Linked DNA regions of Sus scrofa: region 2 is linked to region 1. A link is a contact called in public promoter capture Hi-C data. All regions are on one chromosome and are shown on one strand. Each heading gives the region's core, a stretch centred on a gene start, on an enhancer-like site or on the middle of the called end of the contact. The rest is flanking DNA. Distances are from core to core; before and after follow the strand shown.

Region 1 (6,318 bases), core at 2,671-5,170:
TACACCACGGGGACCTCCGCCGTACACACCTGTGTATACACACCTACACCATGGGGACCTCCGCCGTATATACCTGTACATACGCACCTACACCACGGGGACCTCCGCCGTATATACCCGTATATACGCACCTACACCCAGGGACCTCCGCCGTGTATACCTGTGTATATACACATGGTATATACACATCTACACCTATGGTCCTCCTCGATGTCTACCTACACCCTATCCACCTGGACTGACGGAACCTAGAGTCACGGACCTACAGCTACAGCTCTCTACTGTACACACCTATACCTTATACATCTACAGCTATGGGACCCACAACTATGGGCCTCGTCTGTACACACCCCCACCACATACACCCAGACTGACGGAAGCTGCGTCTATGGAACCTCCACCATGGGCATACATACCCGTGGAAGCTGCAGCTATGGACTTCCATCTATGGAACCTACACCGTCTGGAACGCTATGGCCAGCCCGTCAACATGGAGGGATGGGGAACCATCCAGAGACTCACCATGAAGTAAAGAAAGGGCTGTGTGTGTGATGGGAGGGCCTGGGCTCCCACTTGTGCAACGTGTGTCCCCACATGGCACAGGAGCTTCTGGAAGAACATACGCAAAATCTCCCAAGAGCTGCCTCCGCGGGGGGTATCGGCTGTCCGCAGGGTGAGGAGGGGGCAAAGCCCACTTCTCTACAGAGCCTTCCGGATCCCCGAAATGTGCAGCTTCCCCCTCCCTGACGCCAGGATGGCACTGGATGGCCCACGCCCTCGAACCTGCCTCTTTCCGCGCTCGCCTCCCCACGCGCTCACGCTGACACTCACATTCCCACGTCACAGATGATATCCTGAGTGACCGGAGATTCCAAAAGGGCAGCCAGGACCTGGAGCGAATGCAGGAGGGTGTCCGACTCATAATAATGGTCCCAGCATCCGTAGCCGCTGCAGAGGGAGGGAGCGGCCAGGTGAGGCCCTGAGCCACACCAGGTGGGCTGGGGGCGGGGCAGGGGCGCAGGGGCCAGTGGGATCAGAACACGCAGAGGTGCAACCCAGGCACGCTTCTCTTTATAAAGCCTCCCGGGAGAGTCTATCGTGAGCAGAGAAAAAAGAAAAGATGCTTCTTCTTGGAAATAAATGGCCTGGGCCCCATCCATGTCTCATGGTTTTCAGTTCCTATGAGAAATTCTTTTTCTTCCCCGACCCTTGACTTTTTTTTTTTTAAACTTTAATGTGGCCCAAATCACACTCATCTGCAAGAAAGGGATGCAAAGGAAGCAAAGCTGGACCAGAGAGAAACATCCCACAGGCAAAAGGACCGTGAGTAACTGTTCAAATGCCACCCCCACCGGACGCCCGAGGTTCTTTTTTTTTTTTTTTTTTGGCTGTACCCACAGCACATGGAATTTCCCAGTCAGGGGTCAAACTCAAATCACAGCAGTACCCAAACTGCTGCAGTGCCAGTGCTGGATCCTTAACTTGCTGTGCCACAAGGGAACTCCTAGGATTACTTCTTTATTTATTTATTTATTTATTTATTTATTTATTTTTTTGTCTTTTTGCTATTTCTTTGGGCCGCTCCCGCGGCATATGGAGGTTCCCAGGCTAGGGGTCTAATGGGAGCCGTAGCCACCGGCCTACATCAGAGCCACAGCAACGCAGGATCTGAGCCGCGTCTGCAACCTACACCACAGCTCGCAGCAACGCCAGATCGTTAACCCCCTGAGCAAGCGCAGGGATCGAACCCGCAACCTCATGGTTCCTAGTCGGATTCGTTAACCACTGCGCCACTACGGGAACTCCCCGAGGTTCTTGCTATTGTTCCTTAAGTCTGAAGCGGGCTGAATGGTGTCCCCTCAAAACACGTGTCCGTGTTCTAACCTCCAGAGCCTGTGGATGTGCCCTCATTTGGAAAAAGCATCTTTGGAAATGTGTTTAAGTGGCCTGGAAGTGATGGTGCAAGTCTTAGGCAAACTTTGCACACACGAACGCAACCCCCCAACCCGCCTTTGCCACCCTTATGCCTGGAAGGCGTGCCTCTCGGCCTCTGGTCCTGAGACGAGGGAGAGCCTGGTTCTTAGATGAGCGACCTGGAGTCAGGAGCTACCCCGTGAGGGATCCAGCTTCCTCTCCCTTCCTGTCCCTTCCTGTCCAGCTTCCTGTCCCTTCCTCTCCAAGGACAGATTCCTGCTTCAGAGGCCGTCACTCCCTTACCTCCCAGGCCACATGTGATAAAAAAAAAAACACCAGCCCAAGGCCTGACATCCAGCCACAGCTTTCCCTGGCCTCGCTCAGTGGGTAGGGGATCTGGTGTTGCCGTGGGCTGTGGGTAGGTCACAGACGTGGCTTGGATCCTGCCACGTGGTGCCATGGCTGTGGTGCAGGCTGGCAGCTGCAGCTCCAATTCAACCCCTAGCCAGGAAACCTCCATATGCTGTGTGTGCAGCCCTAAAAAAAAAAGAAAGAAAGCCGCGCAGACTGCGACGAGTCAGCTCCTTCATGAGCTCCGATGCTGCTCGACGTAGGAAGCGAGGCTCTCCCAGCCCTGCCGGGCCTGCTCTTGTTTGAGGGCACCAAGCGGGCCCACTCGGGTTTCTGAGGGTCCCGAAAAAGGGCCTGCGTGTCTGAGGCCCTCAATACCCTCTCGGCCAAGAGGAGCTGACACAGACGCCTCTACCTGCCCGTCCTGGGGGGGGGTGTCTGTGTTCTCTGCTCTCACCATATTTCCAGCTCCGGTCCAAGCCTGTATTTTGCTCCTTTGTGTTTCGCAATTTCAATACCTACATGTACAAAGAGAGAGGAAGAGGGGCAACTTCAGCACCGCCAATGTGTCCAAAGGCGGACTCAAAACCGCAGCCGTGGGTGTCTTAAGAAACCAAAGGTCACCTCCCAGACCCTGCTGACAGCGGCGGGAGTGAGATCCAGGCAGGGCCTGCAGGGCTGACCTTTAGCACCAAGGGGCGGGGGAGGGAGGCCATGGGGTCACACCCTGGCGGGTTAATAACAGCCGATGCAGAAGATCAGGTGTGGGGAGGAAGCAGGACCCGAAGGCACCAGCAGGGGGCACCATCCAACTCGGGCAGCCCCCACTGCAGGTTTAGGTGTGAACAGTGCAAACTCAAAGAGGATGCAAAAAACGATAACTGCATGGCGACCCCACACACAGGACCACACCCCCGTCTCTGAGCTGGTGGGCTCGCCCCACCCCCTCCCTCTTTGGGTGGGTTTTCCTCAATGTCCACCCCCCAGGAAGGTCCTCAGGCATCAGGGACCCGCCCACCGTGGGCTTTTCTTCAAGACTTCCCCGCGGGGGCTTGGCCGCCCTCTCTCTCTCCCCTCACACACCTCTGGGCAGCTCAGCTCTCGAAATGCCACCAGAGACCCCAGGGATAGTTGAGGACAGGCTCGCCCCTCCCATCTCGACCTCCACGGCCTCACTCGTCTTACCGCGTGTCCATTCCTCGTGTCCCCAGGCACTGTTACCCACCCCCTATTCACAGGGACCTGGGCTCGTACAGCACGGACCTAGTCACGGTAAGATAGGGTATCTTATCTGTCCCCACGCCCCGGGCGACTTTCTCCAGAGCAAGGCTGTCTGAGGGCCACAAGCAAGCCGGGCCGGCCAGAACGGACCTCCAATCCTCCTCCCCAGCCGCCCCCAGACTCACTCTTTAAAATCCTTTGCAAATTGCCCTCGAAGTCCAGGGCCCACTGGTTGAGCGCGCAGGTGGCCACGGTCACCTTCCGGCCCATCCTGGCTGCAGGAGCCCGCGCGAAAGGCCGGCCGGACAGCGAGTTTTTCTATCCTAGCGAGAGTCGCTGGCGGGTCCAGCCCTTCCGGGTCGCCCCGCGGGATCGGGCCAGGCCTTGCAGGGACAGGACGGCGGCGTCACGCCCCAGGTAGCCCGGCCCCGCCCGGCCCCGCCCCCGACCGCCCCGCCCCGCCCCCGGCTCGCCCCGCCCCGCCCCCGGCTCGCCCCGCCCCGCCGGAAGAGCGGAGACCCAGACAGGACCGCAGAGCTGGTGGCGTCAGGCCACGCCCCCAGATCGCCCGGCCGTGACCCCCAGCTCACCCCGCCCCGCCCGCGAGCGCCCCTCACCGCCGCGCCTGCGCAGAAGGGCGCCCCACTGAAAGGCGTGTGCCCATGCGCAGCACGCCCAGCCCGCGCCGCCCCTACGCTGACCCAGGTGGGCGGAACTGTGTCGCCAGGTCCGGGAGCGCTGCCCACCGCCCCTGTTTTATCCACAGCTCCCTGCAAACTGCGTCGTAATGCCCTTGTGCAATTTGGGTGTTTCCTCTGTAATATTAGTTATGTTGGGTTCCTTTTTTCTGCACTTGGCATCCCGTGGGAGGAAGAAAGCGCTCGTGAACCGTTCATAAACAGAAGGACACTGAAGTTACCAGCAGCGTTGTGCCAGCACATACGCACTTACACCCACCCAGGCTTGCCTGCCAGGGAACATAGATGCGCAGCCTTACTCAGTATGATAACTGCGTGGTGTTATCATACTGATGACAGTGTTCTCTCCCGCCGCATTTGAACCTGTTCACTCCAGCGGTTTTTCAAGTTTCCTTTTCGCCTTCCAGCCTTTAGTTCCCTTAGGGTAGGAATCCATCCTTTCCCCACAGGAGCAAGTAGCTGGCTGACCATCCTGGATGGACAGGTCATCCTTTTCTCCCGGTTTGCAAGGCTGCCTCTGCCGCAGGTACGCGTTTTCAGACTTGTTTCGTTGATAAAGTCATCCTTGTTCGTGATGGAAAATTTGGAAATTTCGGAAAAGCACAAAAATGTTCATGTGTTAATTCATAACACTTCACTTCAACCCTCGGGGGTAGTTTTCATTCCCAGAAATCTCTCAGCTCTTTCTGGCCTTTGCTCAGGTATCTCCTGCCAACAATGGCTGGTTCTGTGCTTCTGAGAAGGAAGGAGCAAATCCTCCAGGGTCTGGTTGCAGCAGAAAATAAGGACGTTCTTGAAAAATGGGGGGAATATATTATTTGGGGGAAAAAAGAGTCAGTTGAAGGGGTTCCCACTGGCCAAATATGGGACAAACTGAATATCCAAAGATAATGACTTCAAAAAAAAGTAAATGGAAAAAGAAAAAAAAAAAAAAGTTCCTGCTGTTTCACAACAGGTTGGCTGGCGTCTCTGCAGCGCTGGGACAGGTTCAATCCCTGGCCTGCACAGTGGGTTAAAGGATCCCGCGTTGCCACAGTTTCTGCATAGGTCACAACTGCATCTTGAGTCTGATCCCTGGCCTGGGAACTCCATAGGCCACAAGGCAGCCAAAACAGAAAAAAAAAAAAAGGAAGTGAAAGTTCAGGATCATAACTCCATATGCAAAAAAATCTATTGCTCCGTGTTGACAAAAAAATGAAATAAGAGAGGGAAATTCTTTACAGAAAAATGCCAGTGAGGTTAGAAAATATTGCCCTTTTGCATCGGGGAGTTTGACTCAGGCAGGAGTCATCGTTAAATGCTAGATTCCTGGACGAAGCGTCTTTGGAGGCCGTGCATTTACACAGTCTCAGCCATTCCGCAGATGACTCAGTAATCATAAAAGGAGCAATGGAGACTCCTGGCAGAAACCATCTGAGCCTCACTCTCAGACTTACCGTCAACAAGGGGACAAAGTGAAAGTGACACCACGTTGCCTCCTGCTGTTGAGCTTGGAGGTGACGGTGACCGGCCCCCGTGCTGAGAACAGCTGGGACTTGTTGCCTTGTTTCTCTCTGAGGCTCAAGGAAAAAGCGAATTGCAGGAGCTGAGCTCGGCTGCAATGGAAAGATCAGATGACCACTTCGGTGGGTCAAGGAGACCCCCCCCCAGTTACACATGCGCAGTAAGACTCCTAAGGGTCGGAAAGGGAGGGGCGCCAGGCCATAGTAAGTCTGGATACCGTCCCGGCACCCTTTGCGCTGGAATCCATCTTTGCCAAAAGGTGCTCACACTTGTCGGGGAGGGTCCTGTGTGCAGTCAGGGGTGAGAGATAAATTAAGATAATTGGCTAAAGGTAAACAGACCTGAAGAACTATATAAACTATTTAAAATCACTGTATAATCACCTCCCTGGTGCACTTCTCACTCGGGGGACACCTGCACCCCCACCTCTCTTTGGGGTGTGTGTTACTGCTTTGCTTCTGACTTAAATAAACCACTTCTCCGTGCGCCGTCCCACACGTTGTACTGCGTCCCTAACAATAAAATGTTTTACCTATTTTTGCAATCTATGCTTCCTTGAAACATTCTTGCTTTCACTGGGGGCAAGAATCAGGGCCATTCTGCTTTTAGGCTCTAGTTAGCAGAGTGGCTA
Region 2 (6,705 bases), core at 1,181-3,680, 790 kb after region 1:
CCCACAGCTCAAACACACCTGCGTAACCTACACATCTCCCGCTGTGCTCGGCGCCATCCGCCTCACACTCTTCTAGCTGAGCCCTCTCGCCGCACCTGCCATTAGATCTGCGCTCAGCTCCACAAGGAAAGCCTTAAAACCTGGACCAAAGGCAGCACGACTTAGATTAAAAACTCCAGTGTGACCATCAACTTTATCATCCTCACCTGCCAAAGAGAAAGTTCCAAAGGAGTCAATCGTCAGGCTCCTAGGCCCTAAAACAAACGCCACTCACAACACACAGGGGTTCTGAGAAAGGTAGACTGTAAAAATGTTTTTCCTAGGAAATCAATCCTATCTGTCTGTCAGATTTTGTTAGGAAACTGGGAATACATAATATCCACGGAAGGACACGTTTAGGCAAGGAATGGCTTAAGACAGCAAAACGGAAGGCGCCACGGAGCTTGCTTGCTTGCTTCATGGCCCCTTTTCAACAACTCTGGAGCGCTATTCCAAATCCAGGCGGTTCCTCCTGCTGCCCCAAAGAAAGGAACCAGCGTGATAAGGTGTTTTCACAGGACTTTGGAGAACCAGAGCTCATTCTCTAATCCTCAGGAACGTTATCTATGTGTGACTTACAAACACCAGAAGCACCGTTTCACAAGCGGTCATGAAAAAGACGCACCCCCAGACAGCAACACCGTAAACAAGGCTTGGGAAGAACTGAGCAGGTGAAAGTCCTCCGTACCTGTGGAAGCGCCGTATTGAGCTGCCTCTGCAAGGAGTCTCTCTCGTGACCAACCTCGTGTAACTTGCCCTGGGTTAACGCCAGCGTTTCTTGAGTCTCTCTCAGCGTGTCCAGGAGACGGTCCCTCTCTTCCAGCATGGACACCATCAACTGCTCGAAATGTGAATCGGCATCCGGCTGCGAAGGGGAGCCGGACCCATGGCTCCCACCCCCTCCTGGGGGGCCCTCCGCTTCACTGATGGTCGGCATCACCTCGCACATCATCTTGAAATAAAAAGACCCAGACCCTGGTCATTAAGGGCAAGAGAAAGGCTGCCACAAATCTGCCCTTTATGGTGATCTGTGGCTAATATATGAGAGGCTGACAGCCTCGAGAGTCTCCGATCTGACTGCCTGTGCTCTGTACATAAATAGGCTGGGAAAACACAGACATGCAAATCCTGGGTGCCCGGGAACACACAAGACGAAGACGTTAATACTGAAATAATCCAGCCAAGGCATAAAAACCAAAGACTACCCCTCACATAAAGAACAAACCCTGTGGTATTTTGTTTGCAAAGCTGTACTTTCTAGTTGGGGAAAACAAGTGTGCTTCTGTAATTTTTTTTTTCTTTCTTTCTATTTCTCGGTGAGGGAGACAAAGTCAAAACACAGGCCACCCAATCACTTTTCAGGAAAAGCACAGAAGGAGCATACAGCCTGTAAAACTGACAAGCACAAAACCCCATCAGGCATCTTACAGGAATGCGTGCAGTCAGCTCCTGGGAAGGACTGACGGCTCCCTGAATTCTTGGGCTGGATTTGGTGAGCGCTAAACGGAACTGGACTCCTGAAGGGCTGGGAGAGCTGTTTTTCAACGGCTGCAAGGGTTGGTCAGTCAACCTAACTTACATAAGTTAACAGCACCCCCCAAAAAAATTCCACAACGGAAATATAGCAGGTCGATATAGCCGTGGGCGGCTAGGAAGGAAGAAAAAGTGAAAAGTGAGATTACAAGAGGCTATTAAGTGTCTTAAAATAATGACGGCGGAAAGAGGGGCAGGGGAGCCGGTTCCCCAGGCTGCCGGCGGTGTTCCGGACTCGGCGGACTCCCGGGACGCAGGTGCCCAGGATCGCACACACCTGATCAGCCTGCACCCGCACCAGGTGCTGCAGCAGCCGGGACCCCAGGGTGGCGAGAACCATTCATCACGGGAGCCCAGCCTGGGTCGGGGCTTCTTGCGGCCACAGGTCCTTGCCCTCGCGGCCGGCGCTGGGGTCACTGGGCGCTCTGGTCACCCGGTGCTGGGGTCTGGGGAGGGGGCGGCGCACGGCCCCGAGAGGCCCCCGTCCGGGTCCCGCGGGTCTCTCCCCCGCCCCCGAGCCCCGCCGCGCCCCCTGCCACTGAGGCTGACATTCACCAGCCGCAGGGGCCGCCGCCAGGAGGGGACCGGCGCCCCGGGCCCCGCCGCGCCCCGACCCTGCCTCAGTCCCCCACTCCCTTACCTTGCTCGCCGGCGGGAGCGGGCGAGGAGGCTCCGCGGCGGCTCGCGGGCAGCTGCTCGCTCCAGGCGGGCTCGGGACCCGACGAAGGCAGCCCGCGCCCGCCGCCCGCCCCGCGCCCGCGGCCCCGGGCCCGCCGCCCCCAGTCACTAAGGCCGGCCCGCGGCCGGACACTGGCGGAGGCAGGAGGAGCGGGCCCGGCTGCGCGTCGCCGGCGTCAACGTGCCCGACGTCAGGCGCGTCGGCGCAGCGTCAGCGCCGAGCGCCGCCAGCAGGCCCCGCCCCGTCCCCCCCAGGGAGGAGCGCCGGGAAGGCCAAGTGCGCAAGCGCCGCCTCCTCAGGGAGGGCGGGCTCGCCTCTCCGATGCCGATTGGCTGAGTGTGATCGCAGCCCCGCCCTCCAGGCCCCGCCCCTGTAGGTGCGCCTCGGGCTGGTGGCAGCTCCAGGCTCCCGGCTCCCGGCTCCCAGCTCAGGTCCTCGTCCCAGGCAGCGTCTTCCACCTCGGGGGCTGCCCCCAAATCTCTGCTTACAGCCGCGGGGGACACAAAGGCCGATATAGAGCATCTTCTGGTCGTCAGGTTCTGAGCCAGCCACTTCCGGGAAAGTCGCGGCTACACACCTTGCTGGAGAGCGCGCCCAGGCGCTAGTCACCTGCTCGCATCGGGTGTGGCCCCTGGGGCCTCCTAGGAACCGACCCTTGCACGATTCGGAAGGACACGGTTTCTACGCAAGACTCATTACCGAGCTTTTCCCGCTGTACCTGGGGAGGCAGAGATTGGCAGCGTTTGATATTGAGGTTCCTCGGCGCTGTGTGGAGAAGGCAGATTTTTTGGAGCCAGGCACTCCTGGTTAAACTTCCAGCAGACACTTCACACTGCAATGTGGATCTGGGCAAATCTGTAAGATGGGAGAATGATACAGACCTACCCCAGGGCTGTTCTAAGAAACAGAACGTGTACGGAGCACCTGGTGGAGCACCTGGCTGGGGAGGTACTCAGCGAAGGGCAGTCATTTTCTTCTTTCTCAAACATTGTTATTCCTATTCATATTTCATCCTTGCTCAAACGTTTAAAAACATCTGCTATGGGCCAAGCCCTGTGCTAGTTCTTCCAGATACAGAAATGAATAAATACACTTTTAATAAATTAAAGCAAATGCTTCCTCCTCAAGGGTCTGACTCGTGGAGCACAAACTTCACAAATCAAAATGTTGGGGCGTCGTTGCCACATGCCACTGGGCACTGTCTGGCTGTCGGTGGTGCGGAGTCTAAGTCAAGTCAGCTTGGGGGGGAGTGGGCGGGTGACGCTTCCAAGGTGTTTTCCCTGATTCCCAGTAGTGAGCTCACCAAGAGCAGGTGCCACCTCTGACTGGCTTTCTTATCTCCCAGGTTCAGGGCCACACCTTTCTTTCATTCATGTACTTGTTCATCGCATAAATATTTGAGTGAATACAAGTAGGTATGAATTTGCACCCCTCACCCAGGGTCTGGAACAGAGGAAAATTTCCAGCTCTCCCGAGTGTACCAACTTAATTCATCCAGCCCTTATTTATTGTATTGTATTCTATTCTATTGTATTTTTATTTTTGGCCATGCCTGTGGCATGTGGAAGTTCCCAGCCTAGGGATTCAACCTGCACCACAGCAGCAACCTGAACCGCAGCAGTGACCACAATGGATCGCTAACCTGCTTTGCCACAAGAGATCTTAAATTTTAAATCTCAAATTTGTAAAAAAAAAAAATTTAAAAAAAAAAGTATGTCAGAGTTCCCATTGTGGCTCAGCGGGTTAAGAACCTGACCACTATACATGAGGATGCAGGTTTGATCCCTGGCCTCGCTCAGAGGATTGAGGATCCGGTTTTGCCACAAGCTGCGGCATAGGTTGCAGGTGCAGCTCAGATCTGGCGTTGCTGTGGCTGTGACGTAGGCCAGTGGCTGCCGCTCTGATTAGACCCCTAGACAATATGCCACAGGTTTGACCCTAAAAAGACAAAAAGGAAGGAAGAAGGAAGGAAAGAAAGGCAGACAGACAGACAGACACGTCTATATATGAAAACATTGTTACTGGATTCGATTAGTCTTTTGCATTTCTCTAAATATGCGCGTACATGGATAGACACTCCTGGAAAGAGAATGTCAGCATGTTGCCAGTAGTTGTATTTGAAGGGGACTGGGGTGGTTTTCCCTTTCTTTCTTGTGGTAGTTTGTGCTTTCCAGATACTTTACCATGAGTGTGAATTCTGGTTCTCCTTCCAGGGAAAAAGACCAAGAGTGCCACTTTAAGAAAACCATGGCAAATTGCTTTCAGGAAGCTAAGGTGACACTGAGATGTAGGGTCTGTACCACTCAACTGAGCTCTTTCCCAGAGGTGTTTACCTAAAACATATCTCAGAGACTACGTGGTATCATCGTAAGGCTCATTCAGGAAAACAGTGAAGAGGTTCCTTCCAATTATTCTATTAAAGGCTCGATAGGAGTTCCCATCGCGGCTCAGTGGAAACAAATATGACTATAGGATCCATGAGGATGCAGGTTCACTCCCTGGCCTCGCTCAGAGGGTTAAGTATCTGGCTTTGCTGTGAACTGTGGTGTAGGTCGCAGACTCGGCTCGGATCCCACGTTGCTGTGGCTGTGGCATAGGCTGGCAGCTACCAATTCAACCCCTAGCCTGGGAATCTCCATATGCTGCAGATGCAGCCCTAAAAAAGGAAAAAAGAAAAAGAAAGGTTCGATAAAGAAACTACGAGAGGGAGTTCCCTGGTGGTCTAGTAGTTAGGATTTGGCCCTTTCACCAGGTTCAATACCTGGTCTTGCAACTGAGATCCTATATCAAGCTGCTGCATGCTCTGGCCAAAAAAAAAAAAGAAAAGGAAAAGAAAAGAAAAGAAATATGGAATACAGGTGAGGTACGGAAAGAGAGCTTTTTGGTGTGTGTGTGTGTGTGTGTGTGTGTGTGCGTGCGCGCGTGCACGCCAGAGTTGTGTTTTCATAAATGTGCCCACCAGCTTTGACTGTCCAGGTGACGGGGTTAGCTGTCAGCCTTGTGGGTGGCCTGGGCCACCTCTCCTTTCTAGAGAGGTATGCAGCCTGGGAGGAGGGTGTGGTAGAAGCCGGGGCTTGAACCCAGGTCTACCTCCAAAGCCAGTTTTCCTGATGCTACATCGAAAGGAGTCCCCAGGCCCCCAAAGCTGGGGACAAAACCCCTAGACCAGCGCCGGGCCAGCAAGGCACCAATCCTGATGCCCACGGAGGGTCTACAGGGCTCTCTGCCTCCTTGTGTGAAACGCGCCCGTTGTCCCAGCTCGGGGCCGAGCACAGCCAGTCACCAGCTCCTCGGGGAACTCAGGGCCTCCCACACGGGTGCAAAGACGCCATCCCCTTCATCTGTGTAATTACATTGTAAAAGCAAGTCATAAACTCCCTGCAACTGGCTTCTCGTGATAACTTCGTTTTGATCTACAGATGGAGCCGTCTAATAAAAACGCCCAGCCGTTGGAGGGAGAAGGGCCCAGGCAGGTAACTCAGATGGCAGGCTCAGCGGGGGACCCAGCCCTGACCTTCACCATGACCTCAGGCAAGGTCTGCCCCCCATGCCAAGCCTCCGTCTCCTCACCTGCAGAGGGAGTAACAACACGCACGCTAACCACCACGCGGGGACACTGAGAGGCTCATGGCTGGAGGTGAGAGGTGACCGCTTTGGTGTCCCTGCCACCTCCCTGCCCTGTCCAGTCACCAGGCCCCTCTGAAAGGCAGTTTTTGCACAGTGGTTATAAATTCAGGCTCTGGAGCCCAGTGTCCTGGTTCACGTCTCGGGTCTGCTTCCTTTTGCCAGGGCTGTGTACTCTTAGGCAAGTTGCTTGACCTCTCTGGGCCTCCGTCTCCTCATTCCTAAGGTAGGATGATAGAACCCGCTCTGAGGATGGCTGTGAGGGTTACCAGAGTTGGGAAGGATCATATAAGAGATTTCAGAGTTCCCGTTGTGGCTCAGCAGATTAAGAACCCTACCAGTGGAGTTCCTGTTGTGGCCCAGTGGTAACTAACCCGACCAGTAACCATGAGGATGCAGGTTCGATCCCTGGCCTTTATTAGTGGGTTAAGGATCCCATGTTGTGAGCTGTGGTGTAGGCGGCAGCTGCAGCTCTGATTGCACCCTGAGCCCCGGAACTTCCATATCCCACAGGTGCGGCTCTAAAAATAAAAACAAACAAAAAAACCCCACTAGTATCCCTGAGGATACTAGTTTGATCTGTGGCCTCACTTGGTGTATTAAGGATCTAGCATGGCCTCAAGCTTCAGTGGAGGTTGCAGATGCAGCTCAGAGCTGGTGTTGCCATGGCTGTGGGTAGGCCAGGGGCGGTCAAGACTCCAATTTGACCCCAGGAACTTCCATATGTGCAGGTGAGGGTGAAAAAAGAAAACAAAAACTGAAAAAAAAAAAAAAAGATGCTGGAGTCCCCTTGGGGCTCAACTGGCTAAGGACCTGGCACTGTCACTGCA

Evidence for each region. Promoter capture Hi-C pulls out the DNA fragments that hold promoters and counts their contacts.
Region 2: a contact with region 1 is called in a promoter capture Hi-C map of liver, with 2.7 times the contacts expected there. The contact joins the promoter of PPFIA1 here to the promoter of NADSYN1 in region 1. A contact is called at or near these places in 1 of 5 promoter capture datasets (liver) and 1 of 47 Hi-C or Micro-C datasets (liver).

The regions. Positions count from the first base shown.
Region 1 is chr2:2,368,436-2,374,753 of Sscrofa11.1, forward strand. It overlaps NADSYN1 (glutamine-dependent NAD(+) synthetase), which reads right to left and starts at 3,921. Exons shown (of 21, transcript XM_021082640.1): 1 at 3,672-3,921; 2 at 2,723-2,783; 3 at 832-948. The coding sequence starts at 3,756.
Region 2 is chr2:3,163,046-3,169,750 of Sscrofa11.1, forward strand. It overlaps PPFIA1 (liprin-alpha-1), which reads right to left and starts at 2,431. Exons shown (of 28, transcript XM_021082667.1): 1 at 2,213-2,431; 2 at 728-991. The coding sequence starts at 991.